4 separate regions of the Mus musculus genome follow, and regions 1, 2 and 3 are each linked to region 4. A link is a contact called in public Hi-C and Micro-C data. All regions are on one chromosome and are shown on one strand. Each heading gives the region's core, a stretch centred on a gene start, on an enhancer-like site or on the middle of the called end of the contact. The rest is flanking DNA. Distances are from core to core; before and after follow the strand shown. Region 1 overlaps Gm34698 (a long non-coding RNA gene). Region 2 has its middle 21 kb from the start of Gm34698. Region 3 holds the start of Insig2 (insulin induced gene 2). Region 4 has its middle 30 kb from the start of Gm46155.

What was found. Hi-C and Micro-C count contacts between places; a contact is called where the count stands out from the background.
Region 1: a contact with region 4 is called in a Micro-C map of muscle stem cells, with 3 times the contacts expected there. The contact joins two enhancer-like sites. A contact is called at or near these places in 3 of 484 Hi-C or Micro-C datasets (embryonic stem cells, muscle stem cells and palatal mesenchyme) and 1 of 115 datasets of contacts at active chromatin or transcription factors (embryonic stem cells).
Region 2: a Hi-C map of muscle stem cells shows a contact between it and region 4, with 2.5 times the contacts expected there. The contact joins two enhancer-like sites. A contact is called at or near these places in 3 of 484 Hi-C or Micro-C datasets (cortical neurons, muscle stem cells and nephron progenitors) and 2 of 115 datasets of contacts at active chromatin or transcription factors (both in embryonic stem cells).
Region 3: a contact with region 4 is called in a Hi-C map of muscle stem cells, with 2.5 times the contacts expected there. The contact joins the promoter of Insig2 here to the enhancer-like site in region 4. A contact is called at or near these places in 3 of 39 promoter capture datasets (the 3T3-L1 cell line and hippocampal neurons), 5 of 484 Hi-C or Micro-C datasets (the 3T3-L1 cell line, adipose-derived mesenchymal stem cells, embryonic fibroblasts and 2 more) and 1 of 9 other capture datasets (pancreatic islet).

What each region holds. Positions count from the first base shown.
Region 1 is chr1:120,973,048-120,977,032 of GRCm38.p6, reverse strand. It overlaps Gm34698 (a long non-coding RNA gene), which reads left to right. Exons shown (of 4, transcript XR_387341.3): 3 at 3,274-3,438. Among named protein-coding and RNA genes, the nearest start is that of Gm34641, 17 kb to the right of the region's middle. Within about 2 kb of position 2,267, at least 19 of the 459 cell types and tissues checked have an H3K27ac peak or open chromatin away from gene starts, as enhancers often do. A contact at or near this core is called in muscle stem cells, where this site is marked.
Region 2 is chr1:121,012,398-121,016,194 of GRCm38.p6, reverse strand. No RefSeq gene overlaps it. Among named protein-coding and RNA genes, the nearest start is that of Gm34698, 21 kb to the right of the region's middle. Within about 2 kb of position 1,869, at least 49 of the 459 cell types and tissues checked have an H3K27ac peak or open chromatin away from gene starts, as enhancers often do. A contact at or near this core is called in muscle stem cells, where this site is marked.
Region 3 is chr1:121,325,744-121,329,849 of GRCm38.p6, reverse strand. Insig2 (insulin induced gene 2) reads left to right here and starts at 1,826. Exons shown (of 6, transcript NM_133748.2): 1 at 1,826-2,159.
Region 4 is chr1:121,175,808-121,179,572 of GRCm38.p6, reverse strand. No RefSeq gene overlaps it. Among named protein-coding and RNA genes, the nearest start is that of Gm46155, 30 kb to the right of the region's middle. Within about 2 kb of position 1,357, at least 25 of the 459 cell types and tissues checked have an H3K27ac peak or open chromatin away from gene starts, as enhancers often do. A contact at or near this core is called in muscle stem cells and neural progenitor cells, where this site is marked.

The DNA.
Region 1 (3,985 bases), core at 1,018-3,517, 200 kb after region 4:
TCATGTGTGTGTATGCATGTGCGCGAATATATGTGTGTGTGTGTGTGTGTACATGTGTATGTGTATTTGCAGGTCTTGTGCAACTAATCACAGCTGTTGTGTGTCCATGATTGCAGTCAACATGTTATATTCAGAAAATGACTCCACAGCACTCATCTCCATCTTCCAGCTCTTACGGCCTTTTTCCCCTTTTGTACAATGTTCCTGGAACCTTGGAGGATGTGATAGAGATGTCCTGTGTATGGCTGAGTACTTAATTATCAATACTTTTGCCAGTTTTGAGTTTCTGCATTGTTGGCTACAGCAAAAGAATATGACAAAGGCTAAGAATAGGTGGCACATGTTGATGGATATAAACATATTCATAATTTAGAGGGCAGTTTGATTATAGTGATAATTTATCCCCCTAGGGCCCCTGATCTTTCCAGTCACAGGCTTTTTATCAGGTTTAAAATAGTATGCATGTGTTCCTTCCTGTGACGCAGGCCTCAGATCCAAGCAGAAAGTGGTTGGCAGTGCACAGTCATGTCAGTATTGCACAAGTGCTGTCTCTTGCCAGGTGGGTTAGCTCTGTTTAAATATGGCCCTGGATGTAGAAGACTATTAACTTTTGTAGCCTAACTATTGTCCAGAAACTCCCCAGATAGTACAAGCCATTCTGTGGCTCTTGTATGACTACCTGAGCTATGTGATCAACCCTAGTGATAAAGATGCCACACAGTTTGGACATAGGGCACAGAGAAATTAAGCTGTAACTGAGTTGTACAGCTATTCTAGAAGATATGAAGAAAAGAAGGGTGGCTTGCAGGATGATTATGGACAGAACCACTTTAGTAGGCATCCTTCTCTCCTGTCCATTTTTTTTACCCTCTTTCCCCCTACTACATGGAAAATGAAAGCCAGGCTTTCAATTCTCAGCCTTGGCTTTTTCACATCTGTGCAGGGATAACAGCCTTCTTGATGGTGGCACCACAAGAACTCATTCGCTGTACTCAGAACGCACAGCACTTAGCAAGGGTTGATCCCACGGCAAGCACCTAAGGATGGTACCTAAGGTTGGCGCCATGAGGGGTGATTTAAATATGGACTCTGAAGATGGAGTGCTCAGAGTACAGCTTGAGACCCTTACATTCACTTACTGACTGCAGATTCTGACCAGCTACTTGCCCCTTGTGGCAAGTATCTGGACAGTGTGTAAATGGTGATGACACCAACACAAACTGGGAGTTAGATGGACAGCCTGTGAATTCACATGTTCTATGTCCTGGGATTGAACCAGGCTTGGCTTGTAGACGGGCTCTGATGGTTGCATCTGTTCTGAACAAGTGTGAATTTTTTTCTTGTCTTATTCCCTGAATAACAAAATAGAACAGTGAAGGTCACTTCCCTTGTATTATGTGTGGGAAGCTAAAGTGTATGATAAGGCGCACAGATGCTGACTGCAAACACTGTGATATTTAAGGGACTGGAAGAGGGCTCAGTGAATAAAGCATTTGCTCTCCAGGCCGGAGGAGCTGAGTTCAGGTCCTCAGTACTCACACGGAAAGCTGAATATGGTAGAAGGTGCCCATAGCTACACCACTCTGTGACAGAGGTGGGAGAACCTTGGAGACTTGTTGGCTACCCAGTCTAGCCAAATGACAAGGTCAGATTCAGTGAGAGGCTGTGTCTCAAAGATCAAGGGCAGAATAATAAAAAAAGAGACTTGATTTCTAGCCTATGAAACACACACACACACACACACACACACAGAGAGAGAGAGAGAGAGAGAGAGAGAGACAGAGAGAGAGAGACAGAGAGAGAGAGACAGAGAGAGACAGAGAGAAAAAGAGAGACAGACAGAGAGGTGGAGATGGAGGAAAAAGATATTAAAAAAAAAAAAAAAAAACAAGAGTAATAAAGTAAAAAAAAAAAAAAAAAAAAAAAAAAAAAACCCTTGAAATCAGAAAGGTAAAATTGACAAACACACACAAAAACCTGGGCAAGCCCCTGGTGAGCAGCATGAGAGTGGAAAACACTTAAATAAAATCAGCCATTATGAGCTTGGATTTCTTAAAACTAAGGCTGCAAATCCCTATGGCTGGAGGTGAGCCCAGCCCAGCCCAACCCAGGCCAGGCCAGCTAAAGGCATCATTACTGGCAGAAGGCCCACTTGGAGACATGCAGTCCATCTCTACATGAAGTTGTTTTCACTTGGTCTGCAGGCTGGTCCCAGCTGTGCTGCCCCAGGCAGGAGCTTTCTTAGAAGAGCCTGGCACCAACCTCTTTGGGAGATCTGACTCAGAGCTTCTCCTTCTATCCCCAGCACGACTCAGACTTCTCAGCTAGCTCCTCTCTCACCAACCTACCAGCATGTTCACTGTCTACTTTAGAGTTTGAGCCCTGAGTTAGGGAAGTTATTTAGTCATTACAGTAGTTGCCTGGAAAGAAGTTCTGAGTTAAGTCTCCAAAACCCATGTTATGAAATGCTGGGTGTTGTGGCACAGTAATCTCAGAGGAGGTGATGACGGCTGGATCCCTAGGGTTTAGTGCCCAGCTGGTCTAACCCACATTGTCTAACCCAGTAAGAAACAGCATCCCATATTAGGCAAAGGAAGCACACTGGAGGTTGTCCTCTGACCTTCTCCATGTACATGAATACACACACACACACACACACACACACACACACACACACACTCACATGCATGAACATGCATGAACTGAATCTTCCTACACTTGTCCACACATGAGCATAAGAAGACTTGACTGAAGAGACAATGAAAGATCTTCTATGTCCTCCTTGAATACTGTATCTTCTGAGGCTCTGAGTTCTTCTGTACCCAAGATCCTGCTGAGCAGAAGCTAAACATAGCATGGACTGATGGTACCTGTGTGGTGCTGCTCTGGTCTGATAGTATGTTCTTTGACAACTTAAAAGGAATAATTTGCTTTCTTCTTCTTAAGAGAGGCAAAAGATGAAAAGACCCAACTGCATAAAACCAAAAATTAATCAAAAGGGGGAAGTATTTGTATCTGATCTCTTGACCCTAGAAGTGAGTCAAGGGCGCTACATTAGTCATTTTTCTTGTTTCTGTGATAGAGGCCTAGCAGGAAAACTTGAGGCAGGCTTATTTGGCTCACGGTTTGAGGGTACAATCCAAAGCAACTGGTCACTTTGTGTTCACAGTCAGAAAGGTGAAAGTCTGTGCTCAGCTCACTTTCTCCTTTCTATGCAGTCTAGATTTCCATCTAACAGTGCTGCTCATGTTAGGGTGGGTCTTTTCATTTCAGGTAAGCCAGTCCAGAAAATCCCTCAAAGACATGCCAAGAGATGTATCTCCAAAGTGATTCTGGGTTCTGTCAAGTTGACAATCAAGATCAACCATCACAAATGTAAATCATGATGTCAAGAGGGGATCCTCAAGCCATCTGAGTTCCCAGGGAGAATACCTACAGGTACAGGCACATGGCTCCAACTTGAGTGCGTGCTTCATAGTCTTGAAAACATTCCTGGGTGGAAGTTACCACTATTGTGGCCATTCCATAGATGAAGAAACTGAGACATAGGTAGGGTAATGGGGGCAGTGATACCATATAAATCCTCAAGTCTTTCCAGAACCTGCTGAGGGGGAGCATGGAGAGGGAGAGGGGGGGGAGAGAGAGAAGAGAGAGAGAGAGAGAGGAGAGAGAGTGAGAGGGGGTGAGAGAGAGAGACAGAGAGAGACAGAGGGAGAGAGATATGTTTGTTTGGTCACAGCTGTAAAAGTCAATAGGATTTTCCCTCTTGTTTCAATTTTGCTTTTGTCTTTGTGATGTTGAGAACTCAACTTCATACAATCCAGGCGAACGTGAACACTCTACTGTTAGTTTCTAGTCCCTGATTGAGGTTAATTGTTTGACTCTTGTTTCTACCTCTAATGAGAGGCCTCCTGGGTATCTCACGTCATGGCAGATGATATCATAACAGGAGCTCGCTCATGAGAGAAGGGGAGACCAGTTTTAT
Region 2 (3,797 bases), core at 620-3,119, 160 kb after region 4:
CCCAGGTTTATTATACGGCTCAAAGTCCATTCCTAAATCACACCTGAAGTTCCTTTTTTAATTGGTTATTTTATTTATTTATATTTCAAATGTTATCCCCTTTCCCGGTTTCCTCTCTGCAAACCCTCTATCCCATCTCCCCTTACCCCCACTACTATGAGGTGCTCCCCAACCCCACTCCCTCCTCACTACCCTAGCTTTCTTCTTCACTAGGGCATCAAGCCTTCAGAAGAAACCATTCAAGACTCCTAGCAGGGCAGCAGTGGGAAAGTGTGAGCACTATGCTTCTTACCCATTTCTCAAATCTTAGTGTCTAGTCTTGATGAAGGTAGATGTATTTGTCAATCTGGCACCGCCCAGAATCTCCTGGGAAGCCTCTCAATGAGGAATTGTCTACTATGGGTTAGGCTGTGGGTAAGTCTTGGGAATGCTGTCTTATTATGGTAATTAATAAGGAGAGACTCAGTCCACTGTGGGTGACACTACTTCTTAGGCAGGGGTCCAGAATTATATAAGGACCATGAAATGAACCAAGTAAAGAATCATGCACCCATTCATTTGGACTCAACTGGCAGCTTCATGCTCCTGCCATGGGCACGTCCTTGTGCCAGCATGGATGGTTACCATAAACTGTGAACTGAATAAACACTTCTCTACTGCAAGTTGTTTTTTATCAGGACATTTTGTTGTGGCAACAGAAATGAAACTAGGGAGATATCTTAGCACAGTAAATGTTTGTTTATTTCTTTTATAAAAAGGAAAGATTTATTTTATCTATGTACACGTGTTTGTGTGATTATTTGCACATGTGTCTCTGATGTGGAAAGAGTGTCTTCAGGACACCCTTCTTGTCACATGAGTGTTTCTGTTCAAACTCCAGTCCTCAAGATTACATAGAAGGCACACTTAAGCACTGAGACATCACATCTGTTCCAAAGTTCCTTTCTTGGTCTTGTAATATTATTCTCTGCTGTACAGCTTTCCTCTCTCTTGCTCTCCTTCATTGATGATATGTAAATTTGGGGGTTAAGTCAAGTGAAATGGAGGTTATAAAGGTAAAAGAAAAAAATGTGCTCTTGACTAGATAATGAGGACAAGTAGCAGAAAGAGCTGGATGGGCTTGGACACATGAGATGCCTGTAATGACAGGGAGAGAAATAAGGTACAGGTCATAAACCCAAGGAACCAGGTTGTCTTTGTAAAGCTAAAAGTGGTCCTCAGAAGAACTGGGAAGATTGTGAGGACCGAGAGCCAGCCCACCAGTGAAAGACTCTGCAGCCTCACTGACAGTGGGGTAGGACCAGGCCAAAAAAAAAAAAATCCTTTACACTGAGTGCAAATGATGTGCTTACTATGATATATATATATATATGTATATATATATATACACGTATATATATGTATATATGTGTATATGTGTATATATGTAAACATATATACATATATGTGTATATATGTGTGTATATACATATATATTTACCTTGTATAATGCTTAATTTTGCTTGTCAATTTGGCTAGACCAGAGATAAGCCACTCAGAATACTTCTAAAGTGTTTTCTTGATCTGAGTGGAGAGAACCATCCTAAAGTTCTGCAGTATCTTCTAATGACCACACACATGCCATGGCAGATGAATACCCACACTCACAGACATACACACTCACTCATTGTGTGCATGCACGCGCAAGCGCGTGCGCACACACACACACACACACACACACACACACAAATAATAAATAAAATAAGAATTAAAATGAAAAGAAGACATACTGTGTAGTGACTGAATTTTTGTTAACCTGTCTGGGTCCTGAGATGCTTTAAAAATAGCTCCAGGAAGAAAGCCAGGCTCATCTGAAGGAATGAGTCACAAAGGGCAGACCAGCAGCCGTGACTCAGAGGTATTCTGGGTGAAGGCCTGCCCTGGGTCTTCCAACCACGCCACCCACTCATCTCATATTTCCTTCTCATACGATCTGATTATTCTTTTCTCTTGCTGCCAATCAGACTTCACTTCTCTCACTCAAGCCACGGGTAATTATTTCACCCTTGACTAATTGACGGTGACAAATAGCTACTAAATTGGGTAGATAAGGGGAACAAATTTGGTGTTCTTGTCTTTCCCGGACTTTTCAGGCTGGGAGAGATTGGAATGTTCCCCTGGATTGAATTGCACAAAATTGTACCGTCAATCTTAAGGACATCCGTATGAGCTAACAAGATACAGGGACACAAAAGAAAAAAGAACACAGCAGAAAACTTCCTAACGTTTAATGTCCTAACGGCGGCAGCAGAGTACATAAAAGAGGAAAAAAATGTGTGTGTGTGTGTGTGTGTGTGTGTGTGTGTGTGTGTGTGTGTGTGCCTGCACGTGTACATAAAGCTCACAGCAAGACTGACTGTTGAGTGAGGAATTGTAAATTTATCTACAGCTTATGAACATAATCTCAGCCTAAAGTATGAGTGGGATGAAGTTCTGAGGAAGAAAACCTCTTGCTTGAAGCATGTAGAGTTGCAGTTTCCTTGTCCACAGCAGAATAAAAGTTTATTTCACTTTGTTTTGATCATAGATCATGACTTCTCCACCCTCTGCAAAAGCTCACAATCAGAAATAGCTTGAAAATAGTAGGGGGCTAGGGAAATGGCTCAGTCACTAAATGCTTGCCATCTAAACAGGATGACCTGAGTTTAAGGGCCAGGACCCATGTTAAAAAGCCTGGCATGGCTGCACGTTTGTCAACCCAGATCTGGCACATAGATAGGAGGACTCGAACGACTTGCTAACTGGCAAGTTGAGACAAATCAGTAAACTCAGGTTTATCGAGAGACCCCATCTCAAAAACTAGGGTGGAAACCTACTGAGGAAAACACCTGAAAGGCAACACATCTGACTTAGACATGCATGTATACATTATTGTACATGTGTTTGCCCACATAAATTGATAACCAACATCTTTTACATCATGGACCACTTCAGATGATGGCCCTAGAGAAGCTGAGACCATCCTAGTCTTTCATCATAGCCTCCCTTTACCTCACTTGGTCCTGTATGCTCCACCTACCAGTGGTTTGGCTAATATTTATGGTACTAAAGTGGAAGGAGTTTTTTTGAATTGATTCAGTTTAAAGCGGGATTTTGAATGTCTCATTTGATTTTAAATAAAAGCTCAGGAAATTCAGCCAGGCATCAGGTGACATGAGCAACCTTGAAGGGAACAGCTTTTTAGTAAGCCCCAACTTTTGATGTATTGTTCAACAACCACCTTAATCAGAATGTCTCTCTGGAAGCCGCCATGATTAGCAGTGACATGCTAATTGAAATGTACTTTCCCCAGTGAACCACTTAACAACTTATACAAATATCAAAGCCCTGGGCTTTACTGTCAGTCTTTGTTTGGGAATGAGAAATTTATAAAAAACATATGTTTCCAACTGTCATTGATGGAGCGTTCTGAAAACATGACCACTGAATCATATCCAACCTTCTGCAGACACCACACCAGTCAGGGTACATTTCTCTGCTCATAATGTCTCCTTCCAGAAGAAATCAACTCTGCACCAGTGTTTCATTACTGAAATGGGGGAGCTATTGGTAGTGGAGACAGGACTGAGGGAAAGAATAATCACAGTGCAAAAGCCTAGGGAGTTTTAATTCTGGTAGGTGGGCAAGAGGAACAATTAGGAGAGAAGCCATTGAACTAGTGGCCACCCAGGTAATCCTGTTACAAGGAAACCTGGGTTCTCTTTTGTGAGCTCATAGTGTCTTTGATTTAAAAGTATTAAAAGCAAGCTCAGAAGGAA
Region 3 (4,106 bases), core at 577-3,076, 150 kb before region 4:
ATATTTCTAGTGGTTAAAAGGACTTTAAAAATTAGCAGGTTCACTATTTTACTTCATATCTATAAAAAGAAAAACCTAGAAAAAAAGGACCAATTGGACCTGACTTCACATATGGAGTCAGTGCTGAGACACAACTGAACTTTCAAAAAGTCTTCACCAGCAGTCCAATGGCACAGAACCAACTTTAAAGTAAGCCAAAATAAATATGATCTCACCGCCCTCTTAAGTCATACCCTGACATCAGTTTGTTCTGGATTTTCATGTTGCTGTGAAAAACAAATGCTTGGCAAAAGGACTTGAGGGAGGATGGGTTTATTTTGGCTCCCATTAAGGAAGGACACAGGCCATCACCATAGCTAAGGCATGGAGGCGAGAGTGAGGTCACACTGACTGAAGAGACAGGAAAGAAACAGGAAACTGAGAGGAGTGTTGATGCTCAGTGAGCTTTCTCTTTTTTATTCAGCTCTTGACCCCATTGGGGCTGCTCACATCCATGTGCTTCTTCCTTCCTTCTTTCCTGAAATGTTTCTAGAAACATCCCTCAGACATACACCCAGAGGTATTCCCATAGCGATTCTCAATCCTGCCAAGTTGACAAAAATATCATATCATGGATAATATGGGTTATCCCATGTGTATTTTTATTTTTCCTTATAAAACTCTTCATCTGTGCAGCATAATTAGCCTAGGCTTTCAATTACTATGCATAAAAACCTGCAGGAATTAAATTTAAGATTAGCTAGACAAAAACCATTAGAAATACATGAAAAGCCATATTATTACATGCTGAGTCTTTTGGTCCAAGTTTAGTTTCTCTTATTTTTAAGAAATAAATGTGTTGATAAAATGATCAGAAACTGTTAAAGATGCATCTGATTGTTAGTTCAAAGTAAATGAAAACAAAGGCATTTAACCAAATGACATTCTCTTGCTAAATTATAGCAATTACTTTAGGCCCATAGTTCCTACAAAACTCTCCTTAAGACCAATGCAATCAGACCACAAGCATAATATATTTTTGGCTAAGCTCCCCAAAAGATGATATAGTGAACAGCCCAGAGGTGGTAATCAAGCCACTTATTAGCCTTTAAAAACACTCTGTAGAGGAATGTAGTGGTGGGCAGGAAAAATGATCAAAACGTATTGTATATGTATGAAATTTTTCTTTAAAAAAAAAAAAAAAGAGTCCTTAAGGACTTCATACAATGCATTTTTATATTTACTCCCCACTTCCCTGACACATCTCCCGGATTCGCACTCCACTTCCCCACTCGAACTTCAAGTCCTTAAAATCTTCAAGGAATAAAGAAAACAAAACTTCTCTGTACCATTTTCCATCCAAAACAACAGCTCATCTGCACCATCTCCAACGTGCACACTATCCATTCTCTTAATTATGGTTTCCAGTTCTAAAAGGAAGGTCTTAGCTGGGCGTGGTGGCGCACACTTCTGATCCTAGCACTGAGGAAGCAGAGACAAGTAGCTCTCGAGGTCTGCCTGGTCTACCTGGGTAGCTTCAGACCGGCTAAGGCTACATACACTGTGTGACCCTGTCTCAAGAAGGAAGCGCTTTAAGTCAAATTTTGACAGTAACAGAGGTGATAAGGTTTTGTGTTGCTTGGTCTTTGACCCAAGTCTCTCGAGAGCTGATGCAAAGAGCTGCCTTTAATCCGTATTCAGAAAGGATACTGAGGCACACTCCAAGGCGGGAAGAAGTTGCAGGCGACAACCGTGGAGCCTGTCACCCGGCTGGCAACTGCGGCCCACGCAGAGGGTGGAGTCTCGGGCTGCGCGTGCGTGCGCGCACGAGTCCCTCACTCCGCCCACAGAGTCCAGATGCCCATCCAGAACCTCTGACTCCCGAGGGCACCAACAACAGCTGATTTCGCAGCCTCTCCTCCTCCCAGACAGGGTCCCCACCTCCTTCCAGCCCGGAGTGCCCGGCACACCGGAAGTCCTTTTGCCCCGTCTCCGCAGAGCGGAGGCAGTGCGCGCAGAGGCAACCGGAAGCTCCTCTGCCCCTACCGTCAGCGTGAAGCCGCCGGGCGGCGCAGGCGCAGTGCGGCTCAGGCGGAGCTGTGGGAGGGGAGTAGGTCGGGGGCCGGTCCCTGAAGATGGCGGAGGCGGGGGTGAACTGGGGGTCTCCGGGCAGAGCTCAGGTGAGCTTATTTGGCCGGGGACGGCTCGAGGACGGCGGTGGCTTTTGGGAAGAGGAGCTGTTTATGTTTTAACGTCGCAGGCTGGCAACACTCCTAGCTGGTGTTGGGGGATCCAGGACCCGCAGGTGGGGCCTGCTGGGGCGAGGGGTCCCCGGCTTACCTGGAGAGAGGTCAGCGAGATCTAGGGAAAAACCAGCGGGCTCATAGAGGGACAGGCTTTGGGGGATGCCGAGGTCCCTGGACAGTGGAAGACTGTCAGAGTGGAAGAAGGCTGGAGGACAGCGGAAAGGGCGACCCTGGAGGTCTGTTTGGGGACAGAGATGGGCCAGCTGTCTAGTGTACACCTGCCCGGACTCGGTGCCTTGTAGTCTGGGAGGAAGACTCAGGCTTGTATGGGAGATGGATGGAAATTAGGTACATAACCGTAGGAAGTTTAGAATCTACCGAAATAAGAGGACTCCTGAGTTGAAGAGTAGGGATTGTGAATCGGAAGTGAATACCTTTTAGGTATGTATCAGTGGGTGCTGCCAAGCAGTTGTTGCCAGGGCCTAGAAGTCGGTTGGTGATAGTAAGTGGGGCTTTAGCGTCGTTCTTTGGGGATGAGCCGGCTGGTAAAGGAAAACAGTGCTTTGCTGAGGATGGCGTTTAGGGACACGAAAGGAGTTAAAACTTAAGTGAAAAGTTGTTCACGGGTAGTGTGAACTATGTCGTTGGGTGAAATAGATACCCCGAAGTGTTTACTGTTTTGTAGGATTGATGAGGAAATTCTTGGAGAAAGAGCAAATTGAGTTGACTGTTGGGACACTTATGTTGGCTGGTTTCAGTGACCACAGCAATGAAAGACAGTCTCCAGTTCTGGATTAAAACAAAACAAAACAAAACAAAACAAAAAAAAAAAACCAAGGCTTCCATGCGGGGCTTCCTCTCTGCCCCCCCTTCCCCCCTAGCTTTGGGGTTTGGCCCAGACAGTGAACTACTGAATGAAAATGAATAAAGGGGTGTCCCCTGTTAATTAATGACCTGCGGGGGAAAAACAATGACTGATGTTTTCTTCCTCCATCGTTTTTTCTGGATTTGTAACCGCTGATATTACTTGTTTTCATAGTATTCAGCTCGCATCTATTATGAAATGACCAATCTATGAGTCGTTTTGTATTCGGGGAAATTTGATGCTTTAAAAACGGATAATTGTGTTTTAGATAGAGATACTGAAAAGGAAAAGATAAAGGACAGTTCAGTAAAAACACTGTTTTTATTGTGTGTAGAAAATTATCACCAAGCAGTAGATAACATTTTTTAAGGACTAAGCTTTCTGTGCTTTCTGTTTAAAGCAGTGCGCTGTGTGACTGCTGCTTGCTTAATGGTTTCTGTGTTTGGGTTTTAATGTGGGGAGAGAAGAGCAACGGCACTTTTTCTTCCTAGAGCTTCTAACGCACCTTTTGAGAGTCATATCTGTATGCTTTTATTTAAGGAGGGTTAAAGCATGTCATGGAATTGCGGTTTTGTCCTGCTGATGCGTATTCTGTTTTGTGAACGCCGTTCTAATGAGCACAGCATGTGTTAAAAAAAGGGTGGTGGTGGTAGTAATTTAACATTTTTATTTGTTAATGTATCTAACCCAGTCTCAGAAGAGAGATTCATCTGAGAATGCAAACTTACCAATGTGACACTAGTTATTGAAAAATGAATAATCCTGTTTGCTTGCAACTAAATGGTTAAGTTACTTGATTTACCAGGTGTGGTGGTGCGTGATGGATATACTAGTGCTTGGGAAGTAGAGGCAGGAGAATCATATCATAAGTTCACCGTCATTCTTGATTATATATTGAGTTTGAGGTCAACGACCTAGACAAAAAACAAACAAACAAAAAACCCAAAAAACAGAAGAAGCCTAAATTCCAGCTAGGTCTTAAGTTCCTATATTTCACTTCTATACTTTCTCAAATG
Region 4 (3,765 bases), core at 108-2,607:
TTAAAGCTAAAAGGTCTGTTTAAAAAAAAAACAAAAACAAAATGATAATATCTTTTAAAAAATACTCCCAAAGCTTCTTATAAATAAAGCAAACCAAAGATCCCAAGGATGTTTTCAAATTAGAATTTCTAAGGAAATTCCAACTAAGAAAGTGACCTCAGGCTTAGCCCTCATATTCCAACCTGAAGATTGAACTAAATCTTAACAAATGTTACTAAATACAATGTATTCTTCTTACAAACTAAAACCTATCTTCTAAAAAATTAATTTACTTTCTGCGTTGATGGGATCCTTTTTCATTTGACTTCTCGCCATGCCTTGTAATTAGTCTTCCTTGATCTGTTTCTCCTAAGGAAAGAAAATGTATAGAAAGAGGGGAAAATGAAATAAAAAACAAGCTTGTAAGTTGTAGTTAAAATATTTTGCTTCATCACGCCTGGTGGGAAGAGAACCAAGAACACTGAAGTCTGGCTGAAAGAACCACACTCCAGTTCCTCTCAATTCCGAACCTCAAGTTTATTTCTTAAAATCTTGGGGGCTTGGTTATGAAGCCGATGGACTTGGCACGGAAGAGAGTGGATTGTAATTCATTTGAGAGAGGAATCCGGGGTGGGAATGGAAGGGGGGGGGGCTTTGCTGGAAGGATGGGTGGGTTTTCTTCAGCAACTTTTTCTTGGCCGGTTTCATGGAGTGCCCTGGAGTTTAAACCGAGTTTCTAGTCTCACCTGGAAAAGTTACCCGCTTCATGGCACCGGCTTTGTCTGACGATCCTGGATAGATCGTGCTCACAGCACCCGTAGGGAAACAAAATTCGCCTATTTACCACCTCTTTCTCTCTGTCCGAGTCCAAACAAGGTTTGGGGATCTCGGCTCTCAGGGAGATAAAAGAGTTTTATTTTAAGTGGGACACACGTCAAAGTTAAACGTTGTTACTTTCTTACTTTGCAGCTATGCTGCAGGGTGGGTCTTCATTTCCTATTTCATTATCTTTCTTTCTTTCTTTCTTTCTTTCTTTCTTTCTTTCTTTCTTTCTTTCTTTCTTTCTAAACTTTCGTCTTTAACATTTTTTTTTTTGGTCTTTTTTCCTCCTTCGATTCCTCCAAAAGAAAAGGGAAAAAAATATTTTTTTTTAAACTCGGCTTTGCTTTTATTGCCCATGACTCCCCAAAGAACAGATTTCACTTCTGTTCCCCTGTGCATTATCTGGGCAATCCCGGGCCTCGGCCACTACTCGGGTTTGATTTTATTTGGGGACCTTTGAGAAATGTTTTGGCAGCAGTGAGTGTGCGCGCAGAGCCCGGGAGCCTTGCAAACCTAAAAGAGGCAATTGTGTCCACAGACTGGGAGCCAGGATCCTCGAGCTCCAGGTTCCAGGGACGCCCGGCAGCACCCCTTGCCCGCGTACCGCGCAGTTCTAACACGAGACGCGTCCCCGCAGGGCTGCCGGCTTTAGGGAAAGGGACAGAAAGAGACGAAAATGCCACCTCGGCAGAGCTCATTCGGGTTTTCTTTTGCAATCCAAGGCTCCGGCTGGGGCTGGGTGGCTCGCGGAGAAAAGCAGGGCCCTAGAACTCCGCGGCCTTTGTCGTTGCCACTCTTCAGGCTTCGTGGTCCCCTCCCCTGGTGCCCGCCCCTGGACGCGCCTTCTCCTTCCCGCGCAGACGGCAGGGGAAATTGAACCCCAACTCCATCTTCCATTTTGCAGCCCCTTTAGAGGGACTCTGAGGGGGGAGGACACAGAGAAAACGTGAAAAGACAGGCTGTTATTTATGACTGGCGAGTTGTACTGTGGCACCAGATGGTGGGACTTTCAGGCTAGGCCACCGCACCCCCCCCCCAAGGTTCCCGGTTTCCCAAACCTTACACCAACAGGGCCCTGTGTGGTAGTCACCCGCAGGGCAACGCCTTAGGCACCCCCTTCATTGCTTCAAGTCCCCACCACATCGCTTTAGCTAAATGAACTTGATGGTAGACAGACTTTTTAAAAAAATGTATCCCTTGCAATTAGAAACACCCACCACCACCCCACGATTAATGATCTTTTGACATCTGTACACAGGCGGTGGTGCTGTCCTTTCCGGAGGAGGGGAGGGGGGCGAGATGGCCAGGTGGAAGGTGGGGTCGGGTTAAGAAGCCCAGAAGGGCCTCACTTCCTCTTCGTTTTGTCGCCCTTTGTTGTACATACGGGGGCAAGCAAGGTCTGCCAATCACTACCGTCTCCCTTTCTTGTTCTATAAAGACAGGGTCGTCACAGCAACCGGGACATGACAGGCTGGTATCTCTCTCGAGCTACAGGGGTCCCCTAATAGGATTGAAGAGAAAGATCAAGCGAACGGTTTCCTATTTGGGGCCCTGTAATAACTCCTAACTGCTTGCATATACATGGCCCTTACAGTTTCGGCAGACAACTTTTAATCCCAGAATCACAGGCCTGTTCTCCGCAGGGTCTACTTTAGAGAGAACTGGACAGACCTTCTTCTCCCTGTCCTTAGCCGCTCATCTTCTCCCTTTATTTGAGAAAAGAGATGAGGACTCTTCCGGATCTCACCAACTCCCCTCCCCGGAAAAAAAAATCCTCAAACCCCTGAAGGTGTGATATCATTAATTCATTTTTAGCCATCTCGGAGTAAGTTTAGAGAGAACAAAGGCATCCCCGTTTTAGTATTCAGATAAAGTCTTGGGTGGGCTCAGAAGTTTACTTTGGGAGACATTGACCTTGAATGTGATTTCCCATAGAAACAAAAAGCTCAGAGGGACCTGGGGCAAAGGATGAAAGTGTTCGCTCTCCTGTTCTCTGTGTTCAGAGAGAAGCAAGTAGAGCTCAGGAGCCTGTGGGTGTGGTGGGTGGCCTGGTGTGGGCATTGGCAGAGGAGAGAGAAGGAACCACATCGCAAAGAGGGTGTTTTCTTTTCAAGCCTCTACTCTGGGAGCCAGTTGAACTGGAGTAGGAGGAATGAGACAGAGTGGGAGAGAGAGGGAGTGGGAGAAGGGGAAAGGGAGAGGGAATAGGAAGGAGAGGGAGAGGCAGAGGGAGAGAGGGAGGGAGGGGGAGAGAGAGAGAGAGAGAGAGAGAGAGAGAGAGAGAGAGAGAGAGAGAAAGAAAGGAGGGGAGGGGGAGGAGGGAGGGGGAGGAGGGAGGGGGGAGGGAGACTACTTGAGAAACCTAAATGCTAAGCACCTTGGAATAATCAGGGTCATCGACATCTGTTACCATAGATGTTTGTTTGCTTTCTGATTGGGGAGAGAAATTCTCTCTCTCTCTCTCTCTCTCTCTCTCTCTCTCTCTCTCTCTCTCTCACACACACACACACACACACACACACACACACAGTGTTTTTCCTCCCTCCCCTTCCTCCCATCCCCCTCCCTCCCTCTCTCTCTTCCTCCCTCTGGCTGACTTACCCTTTCTTTCTCCCTTGGGCTGGCAATGAATTCTAAACTAAGGGAGTTCTAGGGTCTTTCTCTTCCAAACAGCATTTCCCAGGTCTTTGTACATAGTTTGCTTAAGAACAAAACATGGCCTGTCTAGGGAGATGGTTCAGTAGGTATAGCACTTGCCTATGTGACCTTGGATCCCCAGAGCCCAGAGTTTTAAAAAGCTGATCATGGTGCAAACTCTAATCCCAGTACCTCCAAGGTGAGTTGGGAGATGGAGAAGGGAGAATCCAGATAGCTGGGGTCAGAAGGAGCTAGCCTAGCCTACCTGGTGATGGATGATAAAGAGACCCTGCTCCCAAAGTGGTAGACCTTGAGTACTGATGCCTA